Regions from separate parts of the Arabidopsis thaliana genome. Here region 2 is linked to region 1. The links are chromatin contacts, called in public ChIA-PET maps. All regions are on one chromosome and are shown on one strand. Each heading gives the region's core, a stretch centred on a gene start, on an enhancer-like site or on the middle of the called end of the contact. The rest is flanking DNA. Distances are from core to core; before and after follow the strand shown. Region 1 holds the start of AT5G42950 (GYF domain-containing protein). Region 2 holds the start of AT5G43020 (Leucine-rich repeat protein kinase family protein).

The links. ChIA-PET counts read pairs in DNA pulled down with a chosen protein or histone mark.
Region 2: a contact with region 1 is called in an H3K4me3 ChIA-PET map of shoot, with 17 read pairs. The contact joins the promoter of AT5G43020 here to the promoter of AT5G42950 in region 1.

The regions. Positions count from the first base shown.
Region 1 is chr5:17,220,158-17,226,929 of TAIR10.1, reverse strand. AT5G42950 (GYF domain-containing protein) reads right to left here and starts at 2,660. Exons shown (of 10, transcript NM_123660.3): 1 at 2,413-2,660; 2 at 1,814-1,902; 3 at 867-1,736; 4 at 664-784; 5 at 483-578; 6 at 1-241. The coding sequence starts at 2,494. AT5G42940 (RING/U-box superfamily protein) reads left to right here and starts at 6,258. Exons shown (of 6, transcript NM_123659.4): 1 at 6,258-6,568. It overlaps AT5G06425 (a long non-coding RNA gene), which reads right to left and starts at 6,173. Exons shown (of 1, transcript NR_142916.1): 1 at 5,955-6,173.
Region 2 is chr5:17,255,099-17,261,870 of TAIR10.1, reverse strand. It overlaps AT5G43020 (Leucine-rich repeat protein kinase family protein), which reads left to right and starts at 3,794. Exons shown (of 2, transcript NM_123668.4): 1 at 3,794-5,518; 2 at 5,826-6,666. The coding sequence starts at 4,129. The coding sequence ends at 6,445. It overlaps AT5G43030 (Cysteine/Histidine-rich C1 domain family protein), which reads left to right and starts at 1,087. Exons shown (of 1, transcript NM_123669.2): 1 at 1,087-2,944. The coding sequence starts at 1,186. The coding sequence ends at 2,880. AT5G06435 (a long non-coding RNA gene) reads right to left here and starts at 106. Exons shown (of 1, transcript NR_142917.1): 1 at 1-106. It also overlaps the pseudogene AT5G43035.

The DNA.
Region 1 (6,772 bases), core at 1,411-3,910:
CCACCTAAATGATTTATTGAATCTTTAGGATGCGACCAAACACTGTCAGAAGATTTCAGCCTGCTATCAGCTGAAGGGTCATTCCAATCATGTGAGTTCCTATTCGACCTTTCTCCCCCAGAAGACTGACGCCATGGAGAGGCAGATTGAACATGAGCATTTCCCTGCATACTGGGTTCTTTCAGTTCTCTGACAGGTGCCTCATTGCCTCTCCTAAAAGGTGCATAACCTTCATGAGAAGCTGTAAAATGACAGAAACCATATTGTGAGAGGCAAATAGGGACAGAAAGAACTCGCATATCACTCAGAACAAATCTTAGCATTTTCAGCTTTGACAACACTGCTCAAAGATATTAACTGATATGAGTTAATTTCGTTAACCATAGAAATGGACATGCACTTGGTTCCAATATCAGCTATTCCTAACAGCACCAACATGAGTCAACAAAGCTGCATGAAGGCCACAATCTGTCAACACATACCTTCAGGCCTAAACTTATCATCTGGATAGTTCCTTGTTTCTCCACTTTCATCTTTAGACTCCTCAGCACCGAATGTCATATCTTCTCTGCTTCCAGCTGCAACAAGGTATTCACAAAATTTACCATTTATTTCATAAACACAAAAGACTAGAAGCCTGGATGTCTTTTACAGAATTCTTACCAGGCCTGATCCGTCTAGGTTGTGAAAACTCGACCGGATTTCGTCCAGTAGGGCCATCCTTGGACGTCTGAGGGGCACCACTGCTCACTATTTTTCCTTTCTCAATCGCATCCAGAACATTCTGTGAGTAAAAGTGGGTATAAGGATCAGAACTGAGATACCAGAGGAAAAAGAAAAACATCAACTAAATTATGACTACAAACCACTTCATCGGAACTTGGAGCACAAAGAGCCAGAGGATCCGTTGGCTCCTCAGACGTTAGGGAAGGCACCTCAATAAACCCATCCGGAAACTTTTCATAACACTCTGTGTCAGCCATCCTGTACACATCCAACAGTTTCATTCTGCTATATCTCAGATGGGGAGGTTCTCCAGGACCACTTTCCCCCTTGTCAGAGGCAGATCCAGGGGGATGAGACTGGTTTGGTGCGCTAGTAAAAATGCTTCCACCAGGACTCATCCTTCCACGTCCAGCTGAAAAGATAGCAGTGTTCTCTCCACGCCCCCTGCTGTGGGAGAAGGAAGTAACCTGTTTGTTTGGTGTTGATTGGTTGTGAAGAGCTTCTCCTCTTCCTCGACCTTGAGAGGGTCTCCAGGGCCGGTAATGGTCTCCATCGCTAGTAGGAAGAGATGGACCCTTCTCACGAATGATTTCACCGTCCTTACCAGGTTCATCCCACTTATTACGCGGAATCTCAGCTTCCTTGTCATCAGGACCCCAGCGAGAGTTCCACTTGCTCTCACGCCTCTGCTCTGGCGCAGCATCCTTGTTTCCTGAATCAGTCCACCGGTCATTCGGACCACGTCGTTGTTCCCCAAATTTAGGAGCCACATTATCCCACCGGTCAACCTTCTTATTATCACCAGAGTCTTTGTCGCCATTCCGCCAGCGGTCATTTCGGACTGAGGACAAGGTGTCCCTTTCCTCATCACGCCAACGATCACGACGACCACTTTCTGCATCAAGCAAGGATGGCCGGAAAACATCTTTTTTCTTCAGATTATCCAGTGTCTCCTCCCCATTCCCTGTTGTTCTCACAACATCCGAATGGTTTCCATACTGATTAGGATCCTGTAAAACATTAAACCAGCTCACATGTTAAGAAATCAAAAACAAACTGCACGCATACACAAACAATAGAAACATACCCCAGTTCCCATCCCAGTCTTGTTCTCCCCTGGTTTGGAGAGAAGCCACTGTGGTGAAAGAGGAATCGCATTGTCAGAACCTTGGATATCTGCACACACAAGGCCAAAATGTCACTCTAATCCTTTAGCAAATACACAGTAAAAGAATCAGCTTTAGGTCTCTACAAGGGATACAATGAAGTACCAATACGTCTCACATCAAAGATTTAAACAATACACATCTAATGGATCTACAACAACACTAAACAACAAACAAATTGATAACACACATAGCTCATGGAACCATTAAAAATCAATGCTTTAACAATACCAAATATTAAAAATAACAAATTCAGTACCAAAATCAAAACCCCAAGAGCTGAAAACTGGTAATGTTATCGAAAACGATCTAAAGACACCAAAAACCCTAATTAGAGACTTATAATATAAATTCTGTTAACGCTAATTCAATCTCCGATTAAGCACCGGGAAAGAGATGAGCTACAATCACACTGAAAAATTAGGATTGTGTTCGAGTCTCTGTAATGAGAGAGACTCAAAACACAATCCTAAATCATCGGGAGAGAAGAGGAAGAAGAAAAAAGAAGCGATTAAAATACCTTTGAAGATCTGGTGCGGTGGATTGACGGAGAGGTGTTTGTTGCGGTGGTCTGCGGCGGAGCCAGCGGAAGAGTTAGCCATGGATTTGATCGGTTTCGAAGTTACAAAGAGAGAGAGAAAGATGAAGCGACGAAGAAGAGAGAGAGCGAGAGCGATTACGGTGACGAGGAACGTAGGTTTAAAAGAGAGGAACGACTAAAATACGGCGTAGGTTAAGCTACTATTTCATATCTAGCGTATTTTAGCATTCTCCATCTCTTTTGGTTAGCTATTAAAAAAAATTAGAAATCTTTCTCTTTTTTTTCTTTAGGGTTAGACAGTTTCCCCATGATTATCCACTTTGTGTCTGAACGCACGCGCTTAAACAGAGCGTTTAACTCACTTGTCTTTGGATATCAGTCTCACGTGGGGTTTACGCGCATTGGAGGGAGCGCGTAGAGTGTTCTTACTTGTTTTTGTTGTCTCGTTCGCATTTGTTTTTTTACCGAGTCCTTTGAGAATAGAAGAGTGGCCCTTCTTTGGGTCTATATGGATAGAGTTTCTACTTACTACGAAAGAGTACTAAACCGGAAATTAAAGAGGCAGAGCACGAGTCAGGACCGTCTACTCTATGTTGCTACGAAAGAACCCTAAACCGGGATTTTAAAGAAGCCGAAAACATGATGATGGTTTTGGATTGGGTTTTGACTTTTTAGACAGTTTGTGACTTTGTGTCTTGATACAACACCACATGCGTTTGGGCGTATCTACGTCAACATGTGTGGTGTGTAAAGGTCACGAAATTTACTTCTAGGTTCCTTTTAAGATAACAATTGATACCCATCTCAAACACACCAAAAAAAAAACTATCGGTTTAATATATGATTGTTGTGCCAAAATTATATATATATATATATATATATGATTGTTTTATCGGTTTACAATGAAGGTGAATAGAAGCGATCGTAGCCGGTCTTATAAAATCCAGGCTGAATAGGAAAAAAAAATTGGGCCTTTTTTAAAAGTAAACTTTACTTTTATTAATTATTTTGTTAATTATGGGAGATTCATAATTTTTATTTACTGTTTTTTCTTAATTTTGGGACTTTTTGCTAATTATGTTTTTTTTGGCTAATTTTGGATATTTTGTTAATTTGGGGTCTATTTTACTAATTATGAAAACTTTGGTTAATTATAGAGCCTAGAAAATTCATTAAAAAAAAAACACTAACAAATCTACATAAAATGAGCCTCAAAATTTGAGAGCTAATACCTCTGTTTCATAGAATTATGTCAAAGGTTAAGCTTGGAAGCGATAAGAGAGAATGTGATTGACTTACAACGATTGTATGAGCATTAGTTATTACTTATTAGTTATAATTGATGATAAACGGTCAAAGAATATTAAAGCTTAAAATTTAAAGGCTTAAACAGTATTATGGTGGAGACAATCATTAGATCAAATTTTGAGTTTTTTCTCTCGCTTGAAGAAGTTTTTTAGGTCTAGTTTCTTTGGTTCTCTTTGATTTTCATCGCATGTCAAGATTTCTTAAAGAAGTTTCATGAGTGAGTAGGTACTCCCCTCCGTCGACGGCGGTATGGTTCCCATCGATGTATTTGTGGCTCTAGTTTGGCGGAGGACGAGGTTTGTTGGCGTGGTTTGGTCATAGTATATTACTTGGAGTAACTAATACACCTTGTTGTGCAAGCCAACTTATGCCATATGATTGACTCAGATATAAAAATGTTAGCCCCTATGAGAAAGTGATTTATCAAATTCCGTCAAGGTAAAATGCATGTGGTTCGTTAACATCTAATTCAACTACCAACCATATTCTGAAACCACAGATGAAATATACAATGATAAGCTCTACCACAACCAGATCCAAAGAATCATGGCATATGAGTCGTAACATGGGTTCCATTGTTAACAAAGAGGAGAAGATCAATAAATTTTCCATGCAGGTTTGTGAAAATTTTTCCGTCCTCCTTCTTTTTGAACTTTAACTTGCTACTATTGGACCACCAATGTGATTTACTATTTCGTTATGGCCATTGATATCCAATGAGCTATATAATAGCTAGATCCAAAGAATAAGCTCATGCGCATAATCCGAAAGATTCATTTGCTACTTCTAGTGCATGTGCTTCAGATGTTCCATCCACTTTTTTTTGTCTATGATCATTTTTTACTGGTGAGCTTTGATTAGCAGCTTATCCAATGCTTCATCTTTTATCAAGAATTGTAGACAAGTAGCTTTTATAAAGTTTTAAAATTAATTTTTTTTTTGATAAACCCTATCAGCTGATCTGGTCGGTAGAATTGCACCTGTTTTATAGTAGACTTCTCTCCGAAAGACCACCATAAAGTTTGTCCCAAGTTTGGAGTGTTTTCCGAATTTCATGGATAATCAGACCGCCTGCATTTCTAACTACCATGTAAACCAGTTAGAATTTAGCCAAAACCCAACTAACACACTTTTCAGACAAATGTGTTTTTTTTCCAAAGATGGTCGAACTTAGATATAAAAATTTCACTCTTGACCAAAATTTTCTCTACCATATTGAGTAATTCAATTCTCTCTCTAAAAATTAGAGAAGTAACCCTCTAAACCAAATCATTTTAAAATGTATATAAAAACTCATTTAAATCATGATCAATTACAACATTATATAGAAATTCTCTCTTCTTCGAATCTCTCAAAGTAAGATGGTTATAATCATGTGTGTGGTTTCACTAATTAAACAAAGACACTTTGATTTTCACAATGAAATCAACATATGCCTTCAAAAACATTTCACATCCCAAAACAAATTTTAATATTCAAATACTTTTCAAAAATTAAAATTAAATTATGCTTTCAGGGGTATATGAAATTACTTTAATTTCCATATATCAAAGTTAAAATGTGCAACCATATTTGGATTTTATAAAATTTAAACAAAACATTAAATTTAAAATGATTTTTCTTAAAATATAAAAATATTATGTATGAATAGAATGAAATTTCTTCTTAAAAAAACGTTTCAAGAAGATAAAATTTATTTAAGGGGATGAACCTTATTATTTACAGTTCAGAAAATAATAAAGAAATTGATTGCTAATAATAAAATATTGACCAAAATTTAGAAGTAAATATTACACATAGACTTTTTGTTAACCCTAAAAAAACCTTTTTCGTTTTTTTCCTTTCTTTTATATATATAGGATAGGATAAAACCATTCATAAGTTAATAAATCTGCACACATATACTCTCTTTTTTATTACAGTTCACGCATTGATTGCAAACAATAAAACCAATATTGACCAATTAACTAGAAGTAAATATTATTAATAAAAATATTTTTTAACATGATGCACTCAAATAAAAAATATTTTTAGATTTTTTCTTTCTTTTGTATATAGGATAAAGAAAGACCATTCATAAATTGATAAATCTTGCCAGTACCAAATTTAGGTAACTAGTGATTCTGATCCACACGTATACTCTTTTTTTTTGTACATATATTTAAATGGGGAATCTAAGCTAATGGAAGAAAATAAACAATAAAAATAAAAAAGATAAACAGAAGGAGAAAGTAGACCAAAGTTACATGACAACTAGGAAACAAAAAGTTCGAAAAGAAACCGGATTTGTTCTGCTCGGTTAAGTTCCGGTTTAGTTCAGTATGAACAAATAAAAGTAAAACAAACGAGGGACGTGTGTATGGAAGAGGCAAAGGCTGAGAAACTTTTGGTTGGGACAATTTGCTTAAGTAATGACTAATGAATGACCCAAAAGAAAAATCCTATTAACTCTTTCTTCTTAAGCCAACTTGCTTTCTTCTTCAACATTACACATTACGTGTAACTGTAATTAATTAAAAATCTTTACACATTGAATTATTAGTTTTTGTTTATTCGTTGATTTAGGCATTTAGCAATTCAATTCAGTCTTTGGAAACTGTTCTTATGACTGACCCTTTTTAACTTTTTGATTCAATTTCCTTAAAATATTAGTTTTTATTTTGGGTTATATGGTAAATTACACATTGCCGTCTCGTCCTAATAATCCTCTTTTCTGTTCCCATTTGTGTTGTTGTGCTTTGCTTCCTTCCTTTTTCCTCATTCTCTCTTCTTCTCCTTCTTCCTTCTCCTCCACCACAAAGCGGTAGGTTTCTCTCTTCAACAATCGGTGAGTCTCTTTCGTTTTCATTAAGAATCTTCATAAAGTTTTGATTTTTATTGTTCTTAGATCGATTTATGTTCTGTATCTGTTTGGTTTTGGTTTTGATTTTGATTTTTGTGTCTTTTCTGGGTTCTATTGGGTTTTCAAAGCTCGATCGAAATAGATAAGAATCGGTTGGTGGGTTTTTTGAAAAATAGTTTTTTTTTTGAA
Region 2 (6,772 bases), core at 2,545-5,044, 34 kb before region 1:
TACTCACTACTCTTGATCGTCACCGTTATTAGTTAACCTTGTGAAAGATTTGCTTGAGGAGGGGATATTCAAGCAACACTTCTAACCCGAAAGAAGATGAATACATCTGAGCTTATGCCAACATTTCCAAAAAGTCTAATTGTTAGGAAAGCAAAACCACTCCCATGACCAGAATTCTCGTATCAAGAAACGGAGAGGATTCAAGTTCTTTTATTGTTGTGTTGGTCTATGTGGAGGACATTATGATAGCAAGTAACAATGATGCAACATTAGAGCAACTGAAGTTCTTATTGTGTTCAGAATTCAAGATTAAAGACCTTGATTCAACAAGATTCTTTCTTGGTTTGGAGATAGCAAGATCATCAAAAGAAATGACTGTTTGCCAAAGGAAGTATGCTCATAATTTATCGGAGGATGCATGTATTATGGGATGCTAACCTAGTTCAATACCAATTGGATCCAACTCTGCATTTTTGCGACTATACTTTATATCTCCAAAAAAGCAAAATAATTCTATGAGGTTAAAATAATAAAACATAATATATAGCTTTTGTATATATATTGTAAACGTTTTCACGATCACATATATTTGGTTTTATAAATTTTAAAGATAGAGTTGAATTTCTCGTTTTGAGGGTTTCGCTTTGATATATTATTTATCAAATTTTAAAAACTCTGACAATAACAAAAAAAGACAATGTTGCATATAATTGTTCATTTTGTAAGATTATTCTGCATGAAAGTGGAGGATAAAATTATAAGAATTAGCAACTTTGAAAAAAAAATCGCACAAACTATTTATCAAAATTATGTATAACTTTATGTCAACAATCCAACCCTATACTCAATGTTTAGGGACATAATTACAACTTTCACCCATTTATATACTACTGTTTAAAATTAATATACTTAAATTTTCGTTGACATTTGATTTAGGTGACAGCACGATAGTATTTTTCTTTTCTTTTTTTTTTTTTTTATCATATGACAGCACGATAGTATAGTCGTTAAATATAACAAATATATACAAAACTTCCGTTAATTAAGAAATATAGTATATGAATAAATTTAAAAAATTGAACGTGACTGAATCACCACATGACTGGCCTTTATTCTTTATAATGGTTGTGGCAAATCAATACATATCCTCATCCTCACCCCCAAAGTTTTTCAGATCTACAATTAATGGAGGAAGAGATTGCTGATGGTGGAATTCTATCTCCGTTTCACAACCATCCTTTATACCCAACAGACGATTCGTCGACTCCGTGCGTTGGGTGTGGTGAAGAGACAGCTGGAAAACACGCTTGCCATATTTGCCATGAGATCAACGTCCATAAGGGTTGCCTTGAAATCATCAACCCTTCCAGTCCCGCACATCCTCTATCCTTAACCGACAGATTTGACGATTATATCAAATGTACCATATGTCACTGGGTATTTCACAGATATATGTATTATTGTTCCTTTTCTGGTCTCCCTGTTTGTAAACAATGTGTGAGGAAGCCCTTTATTCTTGACCCGGAAAAGGCACACGAGCATCCACTCCTCATCTTTCTTAAAGGGTCTTTCTCTTTTCCTTGTGATGCGTGTGGAGTGAACGATGCTAATTCATGTCTTTGTCTATGTATCCCATGTCGTTTCACCATCCACATGGACTGTGTCTACTTACCGCGAGTCATATGTGTTAACCGTCATGATCACCGCATCTCGCATGTTCCTCGTCTAGGCTCAGGAAATTGGAGTTGCGGGGTGTGTCGTAAGGAGGTCAACGGCATGTATGGGGCTTATTCATGCTTGACCTGCACTTTCGTTGTTCATTCAAGATGTGCAATAAGGAGTAATGTTTGGGATGGGATAGAATTGGAAGGGGTGCCTGAAGAAGACCCGGCAAATCTTTTGCCATTCTATGTGGTAGAAGAGGGGCTGATCAAACATTTTACTCACGAACACAATCTAAGACTCGTCAATGAGGATGATATCCTTCATGATATAAGCAAGCAATGCTATGGGTGCGTCCTTCCAATCTTTTTTAATTCATGCTACATATGCACGCTTTGTGATTTCGTACTACATGAAACATGTGCTAACCTCTCCAAGAAGAAAAGGCATCCGTCTGAGAGTCGGAGATTGACTCTGTATGATGAGTATTACGTAAATTCACTTATGAGGAAGGGTCCTTTCATATGTTTCGTATGTAATCAACGCTGCAGCGGCTTCGCATACGTGGAAGACAGTGAGCGTCGTGACGGCTTGAAGATTGATGTACGATGTGTTTCAATTTACGATGGGTATGTCCATAAAAGTCAACCACATTCAATGCTTGTAGTTCCCGATAATTGGAGCACATGCTCGATTTGCGGAAAAGGTGGTGAGCATATGTGGAGTTTGACTGGGCAGGATGATTTATTTATGTGCTACAAGTGTGCTACTATCCCTGAACTGGCAATGCACAAATACGATGTTCATCCTTTGTCCTTACAATTCGGTGAGATGGCCAAGGGTGATTATTGGTGTGACATATGCGAGAAGATTCTAGATCCACAAAAGTGGTTCTATACGTGTGACTTGTGTTGTACCACTCTTCATATTGATTGCGTACTTGGAATGGAGCCATATATGAGGGTTGGATCCACCTTCCATTTGAAACGATTTGTATTGGAAGTTCTTTCCAACTATAGTGCTTCTCGGCCACATTGTTACACTTGTTCGTCTCGTATCAATGATCTTATCGTCTACAAGAGCAAGGATGTTTACTTTTGTTCTTTAATGTGTATTAAAAAGAGTCCAAAACTCGATTCTGGCTTGTATTGGTCTAATATGTATGACTTCACTGAGCCTGATTTGCATTTGTCTAACTTTTTTCATGATGATTCTTGAAATTTAATTTTATTGAGTTTTTTTTTGTGTTTTCTAAAAATTTGTACTACCATTAGAGAATTTTATCAAATAAACTTTAAATTAGGGCTTTAATTACATTTATATAAATAGTACTCCCTATTTTCTTTTTTATTTGATTGTTTAGGAAAAACACACATATTAAGGTAAACATATTAATATGTAATTAATTTTCTTCTGAATTTCTTTTTTTTTTTCTTTTTTAAATATAATATTAAATTATAGTAAAAAAAAAAATAGCTTTTTACAATTGGTATAAACGATTTTTTAAAAAGAAATTTATATTTTACATAGATTTCTTAGTTGAAAATAATGATCCAAGTGAATCAAGCACGGCCTGCGAGCCAAACTTGAAATGCTGCATCATTATTCCTTTTTCTTTTTCCTATTTTTTTCCTTATTCTTTTTTTTATGTTTTATTCCAACTCCCCTCCAGTCACACCCTCCATACACTTTAAAACAGAATTGTTAGCCAACTTCAAGCCAAAAACTATAACCAGCTTTGGGCTATCTTTACTTTACGGTTTATTATCTAAATTCACCTTAACCAACAGGTATGTAATTGTTCCAAAAATTTCTTGTTGATGATATCTTCCCGCTACAACAAAAAGAATTAAAACACATGTATACGTCACTATCCAAATTCAAACCATGTCTTTTATTTTCGCCGACATCCAAATCATGTTTAATTCTCAATAGTAAAGTTCATAGTTGAAACTTCAACTGGAAGCAAAAAAAAACAAACTTTCCAAAACAATTAAGAAACAAAATGCTATTAGTTGAAAAATAATCTTTGTCACATTGTTAACTAACTAGCTTTTAAGTGTCAACCACCATATGGTCCTTAATTAGATCTTATATCTAACCTAAATCATAATAATATTTTTTCTTCATTACAGTAGTTAGATCCGTTTCTGATAGAAAGAAAACAAGAGTTAGATCTCTTCCTACAAAATCGGCGTTAATATATTTGAATCTGATCCATACTATCCTTTTACTTCGTTCAACAGTTCAACAAGTATCATAAATACACTAAAATAATTACACAACTTCTTTACTTTATCAGTCTTCACGTGACTCTGAAAACTTTCCAGTCCCCGACAGCTACTTCTCTATTGTTTCTTACATCCTTTTGTCACGTACCTCCTGCTCTCTTCACCTCTCTCTTGATATGTAATAATAATCAGACAGACATTTACATGCTTCTTTAACACATTCGTCTTACAAGCTATGCTTCTTCGATGTAACTTACCCATTTCTGGGTTTCTTCTCTTCTGTTTCCTCTTTACCATTGTTGCTTCTTCTTCTTCTTCCTCCAACCACACAAAGCGCGTGTTTCATTCTCACCGTGACGTTTCTGCTTTGTTACGTTTTAAATCCAAAGCTGATTTATGGAACAAGATAAACACGAGCTCTCATTTTTGTCAATGGTGGGGTGTTACGTGTTATGGAAACAGAGTTGTTCGTTTGGTTATTGAAGATCTTTATCTTGGAGGGCGACTCATTCCTGACTCAGTTAATAAACTCGACCAGCTTCGAGTTCTGAGTCTCAAGAACACTTCCTTAACCGGACCGTTACCAGATTTCTCCGGTTTGGTTAATCTCAAATCATTATTCCTCGATCACAACTCTTTTTCCGGTTCGTTTCCTCTCTCGGTTCTCGCTTTTCACCGGTTAAGAACTCTCGATTTCTCCTTCAATAACCTCACCGGTCCAATCCCATCCGGTTTAGTTCTCTCCGACCGGTTGATTTATCTCCGACTTGATTCGAATCGGTTCAACGGTCCCGTCCCGCCTTTAAACCAATCCACGCTTCATACATTCAATGTTTCGGTTAACAACTTAACCGGTGCTGTACCGGTGACAACCGTTCTGTTACGATTCGGTATTTCTTCATTTCTCAAAAACCCTAATCTCTGCGGTGAGATTGTTCACAAAGAATGCAATCCGAGAGCCAAATTCTTCACTCCGGTAACGGCGGCGCCGTCACCGAAGATGGTTCTCGGTCAAATAGCGCAAATAGGCGGCGCAAGATTATCCCGGCCAAGTCAAAACAAACATTCACGATTTTTTGTGATTCTCGGTTTTATCTCCGGCGCTTTTATCCTCTTCATCTCCGTCGCGTGCCTTATCGGCGCAGTGAAGAGACGAAGAAGCAAAACCGAGAAACAAAAGGGGAAAGAATCAACGGCGGTTGTGACATTTGACGCGGCGGAGACGGCGGAAGTAGCGGCGGCGATAGAACAAGAGAGTGAGATAGAAGAGAAAGTGAAGAAGCTACAAGCGACAAAAAGTGGGAGTTTAGTATTCTGTGCGGGTGAGGCACACGTTTATACGATGGACCAACTAATGACAGCATCAGCTGAGTTATTAGGTCGAGGAACAGTGGGGACCACTTATAAAGCGTTGCTTGATAGCCGTTTGATCGTCACGGTGAAGAGATTAGATGCCATTAGATTAGCGGGTGTAGGGAGAGACAAATTTGAGCATCACATGGAATCAGTTGGTGCTTTAGGGCATCCGAATTTGGTTCCACTCAGAGCTTATTTTCAGGCCAAGGAAGAGAGGTTATTGATTTATGATTATTTGCCAAATGGCAGTCTCTCGTCTCTTGTCCACGGTAAGCTTCGTAAACCATATCTCATGCGATTATATAATTTTTATTCTTTTTGAGCATTGAATTTTATTACATGATTCGTAGATTTATCATTGAAGACATCAAGCATTTGTTTGGTTTGCGTGATTAATGCTTGTAATAAATTTACTAGTTACGACTTACGAGGGTTTTTACTCAATTTTTTAAAACTTTACTGTACAGTTAGCTCTAGTGGTCAGATGGAATTTCTATACAGTTAACTTTACTATATGGTTTTTTTTTTTTGAGGTCTCAAAAGCTTATGTTACAAGTTGGTATGGTATTTGTTTAGGTACAAAATCGTCGAGGGCAACGCCATTGCATTGGACATCTTGTTTGAAGATAGCAGAAGACGTCGCTCAGGGTCTCTCTTACATCCACCAAGCATGGCAGCTAGTTCACGGCAATCTCAAATCCTCTAATGTCCTTCTTGGACAAGACTTTGAAGCTTGTATTGCTGATTACTGTCTCGTTGCTCTTGCAACAAACCCTCCTCTAACATCCAATGACGGTCAAGAAGACGCGGATGCAGCAGCCTATAAACCCCCTGAAGCTCGACACAAGAGTCTAAATTATCAATCGGTTAAGGCTGATGTATACTCCTTTGGGATTCTTCTCTTGGAGCTTTTGACAGGGAAGCAACCTTCGAAGATTCCGGTTTTGCCTTTGGATGAGATGATCGAATGGGTGAGGAAAGTGAGAGAGGAAGGTGAGAAGAAGAATGGGAATTGGAGAGAAGATAGGGATAAATTCGGAATGTTGACTGAAGTTGCGGTAGCTTGTAGCTTAGCATCGCCGGAACAGAGACCGACGATGTGGCAAGTGTTGAAAATGTTGCAAGAGATTAAAGAAGCGGCTGTGATGGAAGAGTGTGAACTTGTTATGGATTCTGCTAATTCTGAAAGCTCTTAATTAATTAAGGACAGTCATTTTATTTTTTCTTAACTAAATCTCTCTTCATGTCTCTCACTAATCTTAAAACTTTTATGTAACAGTGGCAGTTTTAGATTAGTGCCACGGTTCCTTAATCCTTACCCCGTTTTACTACTAGGTATTCATATCTTCTTCAAATCATAAAAACTCGTAAACTAAAAAATTAATCAAACTCAGACCTTTTACAATATGGCTAGAGAGTCTGGTACAAGTTTCCATATGAGATTTTGCTCATAATTGTGAGCTAGCATTGTATAAACAGAGAGTGTTTTATCGATTCTGAATTCGGTTAAGTTCATCTGTTAG